3 separate regions of the Mus musculus genome follow, and all the other regions are linked to region 1. Evidence: chromatin contacts called from public promoter capture Hi-C data. All regions are on one chromosome and are shown on one strand. Each heading gives the region's core, a stretch centred on a gene start, on an enhancer-like site or on the middle of the called end of the contact. The rest is flanking DNA. Distances are from core to core; before and after follow the strand shown.

Region 1 (2,861 bases), core at 186-2,685:
GCCTACTCCTATGCTTGACCAGAGAGCTGACCACTTAAAACATAAACCAAGGGATCAACGTGGGCAGTGTGCTCCCTAAAATACAGCTCCCTGGTTAATAGTCTCACTCTAGCCGGGAAACTTTTCCTAACCCCACTACAAGAATACAAGAAGCACAGCTGTCTTCTCTTACACCTCTGACCCAGCTTGTCAATACTTGTCTGACAATACTTGTCAGCACTGTCCCTGGTAGTTTTTGGTCACCCCCTTCCACCCCCTCACATAGAGGGAAAAATATTTACTTGTTTTGTGAGCAAACTTTAGTGTATATTTTCCTTTCCAAAAATATTTATCATCATCATCATCATTATGAGTGAATATATCCATTGGGTCACAGGCCTTAGGATTCCCCTGGAGCCGGAGTCACACGTAGTTGTGACCTATACAATTTGGGTGCAAGAAATGAACTCACAGCCTCTTGCAAGAGCATTGACAATCTCTTAACTGCTGAAACTATTATCTACTCCCACCGGAGTAGATAGGGTCTTTAGGCAGATCTCTTTTTATTTGTTTACATTCCAAATTGTTTGTTTGTTTGTTTGTTTGCATCCCAAAGGATGTAATATGGCTGTAAGCAATTAAGAACTGAAGATCCTCAGCTCTGGCAGCTGTGCAATCGTAACTGCTTCCGTTTCTTTAGTAATGAAACGGTGAAAACATCATAGGTGTGGGAAACCTTACAACTCCCGGATAAGGACTCCGCCCTCCTCTAGATGCCTGCTCCATCCAAAGTGCATTCTGGCCACTTCCAGAGCGCATGGCTTATATCCTTTGCTTGTGGCTTCAAACTTCAGCCTTTATTTACATGCAAACAATCAAGAATTGTGAAGCTACGAAGTGAAATTCAGCTTAAATCACACTGAAAAATGCATGACTACAAGATGGACTAAATGTAATTGCCCTGGGAGTTAGAAAACTGCACGCACTAGCTTACACACTAACTTCTCTTACAGGGTGGAAACAGCCAGAACGCAACAGTCTATTTTAGACACTTTCCAAATCCTGTTCCTACTACAAAGAGTACGGAGGGAGGGGGCAATGACAATCTCTTGAGCTCGGTAGTACCGATAGCAGCATGGAAAACCAAGGTGAGCAGAAGACAGTAACCCCAAAATACAGGAAGCCCCCTCGACTGGGTGTACTCACGCAGCGCCCTTACCAAAGAACTGGGCCCGGGGTCCAAGAACCACGGGCGCGCACAGGTCTGCCGATGGGACGCCCAGGCTGAAGATCGAGAAGGGAGCCAGCAAGCACAGCCCCGGTGTAGGAGACTCGAACGCGGGTCCCGATCCCGCAGCCGCCAGCCTGGCCGGGAGACCGCAGTCACCTCCCGCAACCCGCAACCCGCTGCCCTGACTTCCAGCCGCGAGCACCTTCCCGGTTACACCCTAGCCCGCGAACCCCGCCACTCGACGAGCAGCCGCCTCCTCCAATCGCCGCCGCTGCTCGATGGGCCTGACGGCTGGGCGGAGCTATGGGGCGGAAAACCCGCCTCCCACAAGGTCGGTTGAGAAGTCGCCCGCAGTTGCAAGAGCGCGGCTGTTCGAAGAGGGCGCCAGTGGCGGCGGGAAGCTTCCCGGAGCCTCCATTGGGGAAATAGTGAGCCAATCACAAAAGCCTCCTAGAGGACTACGGTTGCTTAGATACGGCGGACTGTTTGCCCTCCCAGAGGTTAGCTAGGACATTCCTTTTTTTCCCCTTACACGTCTAAGTTTCATCCAATGGCCCTTTTTGCTCTCTGAAGTGCCACTGCCAGCCCTGGTCGTTGTTAAATTTGGCATCATCTTCAGACTTGGCTGGTTAAGATTTGTGTTTCTTTACTGATAAAACTGGAGGAGCTCCCAGGTGCCTCCTCCCTAAAACTCGAATTTCCGCGAATGTTCTTAGATGTTAGCCTGTCGTTAAATCCCATTATATCATCGAACTTGGAGATCGCAAACACAATGGATAAATATCACTTTGGCTGTTCAATTTTAATGTGTGTCTCTTGATTGGCTTGTTGAGGGTGGCTGGACCTGGCATGTTCGAGACCTGAGTTCTGGAACAGTTGCTGTCTCTGGCTTCTTTGGTAAGAAGGGCTCTAGTGCATGCCAAGAACTTGGTGACTTGGATGCCCACATCTTTTTAAATCTTTCCCCTGTGTACCGTGTGGAGTAAGATACTTGTCCAAGGCTCTTCCAAATCTGGCTGTTTGCTAAGTCTGCCACCTGCATCCTATCCTTGTACGGCTGACATTGACCCTCAGCTAGGGGTCTGATACAGAATAAGAGCTTGAGTGAGAGAAACAGAACCAAGTCACAAGGCTGCACTACCAATAGTTCTGGGATGGCTCCTGTTTCCCCTCCTCCCACCCCATCTCCTGGGCTGCTTTTCGAGTCAATTGCCCCACCTCTCACCCACTCAGCCCTCGAAACACATGACGTCACTCAGTGGAACTGGATCTCCCTACCACTGTACACAGGGTGCATACCGACCCCAAGAGAAGATGGATTTCTCTTCTACTACGATCTGTTACCGTGTGTCTGCTTCACTGGTAGAACAATATGAACGTCTTGGGGGTATTCACTTGAGCATTTGTCTTCATGTTTCATGGCCCATGCTAGGCACTCAAAACAACTGTGTTAACTCATTAGTGAATAAATGAAGGAATGGGCAAATGAAGATGTTGGTCAAGAAAAGACTAATGAAAGGCCTTCGGGGAAATGGCACTTGTCGAAGGTGATCCAAGTATCGGCTAATGAGAAAGATATGTCCAGTGCCCCATGCTGAGGTCTACGATGCAATAGTGCATGAGAATGGCAGGGGACATAGGGGGATAACTT
Region 2 (2,861 bases), core at 244-2,743, 230 kb after region 1:
TGAATAAATAACAAAATTCTGTATTGAAATCACCAAGCATCTACTATGACTCTCCAGTCACAGCACTTCCTTCTGCAAAATATGTCTTTCTGTAAAATGAAAACCTTTTTTAAAAATTGCAAATGATTTACAGATTCATCTATACAAAGATGTTACACCATTACCTCAAAATAAAAATATTAATGCTTTGAGAATGTGACACTTAAAAGAAAAGAGGGCCTGGAGAGATGGCTCAGAGGTTGAGAGCACTGACTGCTCTTCCAGAGGTCCTGAGTTCAATTCCCAGCAACCACATGTGGCTCACAATCATCTGTAATGGGATCTGGTGCCCTCTTCTGGTGTGCCTGAAGACAGTGTACTCATATACATAAAATAAATAAACCTCAAAATTAAAAAAAGAAAAGAAAAGAAAAGAAAAAAGACGACCCAGACTTCTCCAAGCATGTACACCACAGCTTGCACTATCATCGGATTTTTCTAAAAACCGAACAATTGCTTCCCAATTAAGAAACAAAACTGACACTAATTTTGGGATCAAGATAATTTTCTTAGTTCTTACACAGGCATGCGTTTTGGACTATCAACATAAATCATGGGGTACAGTTTAAAACCTGTAAATCCATTCACAATTAAACCTTAAATGGAAAAGAAATCACCAATCAAACTAGGCAAGTTTGTTTACTTTTATGCCATTGATGATTCAAACACGGATGCTGGGAAATTTCTTAAATCAAGGAAAAAGATCATTGGTTCCAATTCCCTTAACCCCTACCTTTCCCCAGTCCAACCAAACAAAAAGCAAATCTTTCTTCGGAGCTTGTCATGTTTTAGAGGACGGGACGAGTCGTTTAACTACTCCTCCTACTCTTGCTCTGAGCCTTAACCTGGGACCCAAACTGACCCTGGGCGAGACTCTTAGGCTGTTTTGGGGGAGACTCCCGAGTTTCGCAGTCAGGTCTGGGAGCAGGATGGACCACCCCCCTCTTCCAGTTTTCACTCTTCCAGCATCTGGCACCGGCTCAGGTCCAGAGTGGAGAAGAGATGGGCCCCCTAGGGCCCAGACCTAAGCGCCGGGCCGTGGAGGCTCGGTGGCGGGCAGAGAGGCGCCGAGAACCGGCCGCGGCCAGTCACCCGCGCTATCCCTGGGCCCAGCGTCCAGGGCGGCCCCGCCGCCTCTCTCCCTCTCTTCCCAGGCCCCACAGGCCCGCGACGCCAGGCGAGGAGGGAAACCTGTCCCTGGGCAGGGCGGAACCGGGCCGACGAGCCCCGGGAGGGAGCTGCAGCCTCTCGGCCTTGGCACCACCGCCACATCCCACTTCCAGCCCCCGCCCGCTCCCTGCGCCTCACCAGGTCGTAGTCCTCCTCATCATCGCACATGAAATCATCCTCCATGTCAGACATCTTGGCCGGAGGGGGGAGGGGGAGAGGAGAAATTAGAGACAGCCTCCTCCCACAGTGCTCCGCGGCCCAGAAGCGTCACTCCCGAGTCTCCTCGTCTTCCGGTCTCTCCAGGAGAAGATAAAGCTCATTCCGGAACTAAAGCGCTCGACCCTGAGATGATTTACTACGGCTCCCAAAGGGAGGGCACAGCCGGCTCTTCCTGAGCGACAGTTTGTGTCTTAGCAACTAAGCGTAGCAACTACGAAATCGGGCGTTGCGGGTCCTATCTGAGGGGCTTCGAAAACCTTCTAGCTGTATCCAGCGTCCTAGGTGAGGGAACTGTCTCCTTCCTTGCCTGGGACTCTGGAACCGTCTGTTTCTAATGAAACATGCCCGACCTATCTGAAAGGTAGCGTGCCTCTACCATTGTTATCTATGTGTTTTCTTTCAACACCCTGTAGTGGTGTTTTTACAGTGGTGTATTTACAGCAACACAATTGTCTAGTAAAGTTATGTTTGTAGTTAACAAAAACAGTTCTGTGGATATCCCGGTTTGGATATGCACTAATCAATTGTTCAATTATTTAATGAATCACAAACGTGCATTAACTGCTTTTAGGATGAAATGAAAGTAACAGTTGGTGACAGATTTTTTAAAAATGCATTGTCGCAGAAAACCATTAGAGTTCAGAGTGAAGAAAAATGTGGAAATAAGGCAATCCCCCTTTTTGGAGAAACCTTCCAAATTCTGTACACAAATGCTATAAAGTTATAAAGTAGATATAGGTTAGAATTTAGGCCCAATTGTTATCTATACAGATGAATTAAACATGCCCAAATTACCAAAGGTAAAAACAAAAAAACAAAACCAAATCAAACAAAATTACCTGATTTTATCTTCATCATGCACAGCTGATGTTGAGCACAGTTCAGCATTAACATTCACACCTTCGGGTTGAATCCTTACAGACCCCGCTTGGCTGTGCTCCAGTGACTTCTGAAGTTGTACCTGATGTCATTACCAGCTTTTCTCTGAATCCACTGGAGAACAGGATACTTTTGGTTTTGTTTCTAAGCCAGAAATTGCTTGGTTCTAAAAATCTTGTCAGAAGACGTTAAGGTCAACGATTGTATTATTTTTATATTGAAAACACTGTGAACACAATTTATAGCTGTACATTCAGAATGTTAAAAAATAAGTCTTCAAACGATTTTGCATTGTATATCATTAACATTGATTTTTTTTTCTTTTTTTATGTTTTGAGCTGGGGGAAGAACTTAGCCTTGTGTGTGTTAGGTAAATGTTCTATTGCTGGGCTATCCCTCTAGCCTAACACCTAATTGTTACTTAGGAAAATATTAGAAGAAGGAATTTCAGATGGCTTAAAGAAGTAACCATTCAAGGAAACATCATTTTGGTCACAGTTTTCTAGCAATAATATCACCTTTCTTATAACCACACAGTTTTACTAATAGCCTTT
Region 3 (2,861 bases), core at 131-2,630, 160 kb after region 1:
CCATCTAACCAGGTAATTACATTTCCTCTAAGATGAAAGGAGACATAAGTGAGTATACATATGCATTAGTGCTTCCAGAGTGCCCAGGACGGACAAAAACATCCCACCCTTTCATTAGAGACACACGCGCAAGGAAATTTCCTTTTCCTTCGTCAAGGCTGGAAATCTCAGGTTCCTTTTTCAGAATTACTCTCAAAAACAATGTTTTAATAAATTCACTACATACTGTAACATAATACTCCGGGCCACAGTGAAGTGTGTATTTTCCAAGTGGTCCCACATCAATTTTCTCTTGGTAATTGGTGTTCTTTAATAAAAATAAACTTCTAATCTCTGGAAGATTTGCTTTCCTTTTTAAATCTGTGTGGTAAGGTCCTGTGGAAAGTGCTGAGAGAGGAGAAATCTTTCATAAGAGGTCTAGGATAGAATGGACAATACGACAAGAATCAACAACAGAAACGGCGAAGTGTTCAAAATTAGAAAGCTGTGTTTTGGCTTGAAAAGTGTGCGATTCAAAACCAAAACTGTCGTTAACTATGTATAAACAGAAACTTGGGAGATGGTATCTCATTTACTCGAGTTAATTAACTATTCGCAAAACTAACAGGCAAGTCACCAGTGTTCTCCTTTCAACTATGTGACTAACTGACCAAGGTCCTGGTAGAGGGAAATTGACAGCGAACAAAAATCACACTCAGTCAAATTAAGTCGTTTCCAGGGAAGCTGTAAAATACTGGGGAGGAGGAGGAAGCATGACACTATTCTTCTAAGTTATTTTTCACCCTGCCATTAGCCCTTCCTCCCAACTCTTCCAGAAAGAATTCGATGCAATCAAAACACTAACAGACCACTAATGGAACTACTGTGCGAATACGAATATGGACTCAACTTGAACTCTTGCTCCATTTTAAAAGAATAATTATTTGCAAAGTAACTAGACAGGAAAACAAGGGTAAACCACGGTAGTCTCTTCATAAAAGAAATACACTCCAGACTGCTGCAAGGGCAACGCTGTCGCCGCTGAGCTCCGCCGGTCCACCTCCCCCGGCCTTTCAGCTTCGGCGGCCTGCCGGCCCGGAGGCCCGAGAGCAGCCCGGGCGCTTGCGTACCTGCTCGGCCGGCGCTCGGTCCATGGCGCCGGCGACAGGCGCCGGCTCTAGTCGGTGTGCGCAGCGCCGCGGGCCGCTTTCTCCATGGCCCCCCGCTCGGTCCCGCCGGGCTCGGTCCACTCCGCACAGCCGGCCGGACGCCGACTCGGCTACGCCACTGGCTGGGGAGGCGGCTCCAGCTCAAGGCGGGGGAGGCGGCGGCCGCCCCGGGGAGGGATCATCTGGGACGGAAGCCGAGCGGGACCGAAAGGGCGGAGGCGCAGTAGGAAATGGAGATACGCAGGGGCGGGGATGGCCGAGGAGCGACGGGGGCGGGGGGAGGGGGGTGGCTAGCGGGCAGCCAAGGCCAGGGGCACTGCCTGGTTGGGTTACTCCTCCCACTCCCACCTAGGCAGGTTGGGCTGCCTGGAACTCAGGACGCATGTGTTCACTTTGCCGGGACCTCAGAGACTGCTCAGAAGGCAAAACCTACTCAGGATATTGGAAGAGCTTGTAGCTGCTCACTAGTCCTGTGATCCTGTCAGTACTCTAAAAGAATGAAAAGAACGAACAATCTTGCCCTTTGAAAATTGCACAAATAAATTGCATACACAGAGTAGCAGCCATAGGTAAGAAGCCCTGTTAAAAAATCTCCACAAATAATGATTAATTAATGTTATTGTCCCGGTTCCAGACTCACATCTAGCCTCAACTCCAGGCTGATTTTGCCCATTTCGAACCCTATTTTTACCCAAAACCTGCATAACTACCCAAGAAGAGATTATCTTCTCCTCTGCTTTCCCCATATGGTTAAGAATTGTTCCTTTTAATCTCCAGGTCATCAGCTCCTTAAAGACTAGAGTTTGCCTTGAAACTAAACCCTACTGGTAGATTCCCTCTGGGGAGTTAGACAGCCTCCAACACACACAAGCTCTCCACAAGAGTTCTGGCTTGATAACGTCGGTCAGCTGAATTATATATACTTCAGTGAAGAAAGAGAGTAGAGTTGGCTGCTGTTAGGGTCACTGGCCAGGGGATCTATGTCTGGAAAAGGGAAAAGGATATCTAAGAAATCTGCTTCGTCATCACGCTTTGGGAGATGTTCATAAAGCCTTTTCAGTTAATCCAAGTCTGTAAGGAGAGAGTGGTCTGTAAAGATCCTGGCTATGTTAGTGTGGAAGCTGTATTTCTGCCAGCTTAAATGAATGCATTTTGTCTACAGGACATATGAAGGCTGGTCTGCAAACCACATGATGGAGAAACACTTATGCCTGTACATGAGAGTTTCGTGCATTTGGTTTTGTTTTTCCACTGTATGCACACTTTTATTTCAGTTGCACATGCATTTGTGTTGAAAATGTGTGAGCTGTGTAATGTCAGATTCCTTAGAGTCTATTACAAACCCTTGCTCAGGATTCAATGGCTGCAGAAGAAATTTAAGGCTGATCCACAAAGCAAAGCTATTTATACAGGGCAGTTACATAAGCCACAGCGGCTCACCCTCCTTTCTGACAGCAAGATGAGATGAGCTGTGCCCCTACCGGTGGTCTTTAGCTGCAAGACACCCAGCCTGAGTTAAAAAGTCATTAATGCAGTACGGTATTTGAGGTTTTCCCCTTCTTTGAAGGATCTGTAAGAGGAAATGTAAATACAGAGTCTCTAAATATCGTTCCATATTGTATGATTTTTTGCGACTGAAATTGTTCTTGATGAGAATATTCTAAGTCCAATATTTAGGTAAAGTGTAAGAACTGTAGAAACAAGAAGTGTCAC

The links. Promoter capture Hi-C pulls out the DNA fragments that hold promoters and counts their contacts. Capture Hi-C pulls out chosen DNA fragments and counts their contacts.
Region 2: a promoter capture Hi-C map of liver shows a contact between it and region 1. The contact joins the promoter of Cops2 here to the promoter of Cep152 in region 1. A contact is called at or near these places in 11 of 39 promoter capture datasets (the C10 cell line, cranial neural crest, erythroid cells and 7 more), 1 of 15 datasets of contacts at CTCF or cohesin (pro-B cells), 10 of 484 Hi-C or Micro-C datasets (CD4 T cells, the G1E-ER4 cell line, embryonic stem cells and 4 more), 11 of 115 datasets of contacts at active chromatin or transcription factors (the SCID.adh cell line, bone marrow-derived macrophages, effector CD8 T cells and 5 more) and 4 of 9 other capture datasets (adipose tissue, liver, macrophages and 1 more).
Region 3: a contact with region 1 is called in a promoter capture Hi-C map of fetal liver, with 3 times the contacts expected there. The contact joins the promoter of Secisbp2l here to the promoter of Cep152 in region 1. A contact is called at or near these places in 17 of 39 promoter capture datasets (3T3-L1-derived adipocytes, the C10 cell line, the HPC-7 cell line and 10 more), 6 of 484 Hi-C or Micro-C datasets (B cells, the G1E-ER4 cell line, embryonic stem cells and 2 more), 5 of 115 datasets of contacts at active chromatin or transcription factors (the SCID.adh cell line, effector CD8 T cells, embryonic stem cells and 2 more) and 3 of 9 other capture datasets (adipose tissue, liver and pancreatic islet).

The regions. Positions count from the first base shown.
Region 1 is chr2:125,623,678-125,626,538 of GRCm38.p6, forward strand. Cep152 (centrosomal protein 152) reads right to left here and starts at 1,436. Exons shown (of 28, transcript NM_001081091.1): 1 at 1,199-1,436.
Region 2 is chr2:125,857,589-125,860,449 of GRCm38.p6, forward strand. It overlaps Cops2 (COP9 signalosome subunit 2), which reads right to left and starts at 1,494. Exons shown (of 13, transcript NM_009939.3): 1 at 1,348-1,494. The coding sequence starts at 1,401. It also overlaps a transcript of Galk2 not described here.
Region 3 is chr2:125,781,490-125,784,350 of GRCm38.p6, forward strand. Secisbp2l (SECIS binding protein 2-like) reads right to left here and starts at 1,381. Exons shown (of 18, transcript NM_177608.3): 1 at 1,110-1,381. The coding sequence starts at 1,133.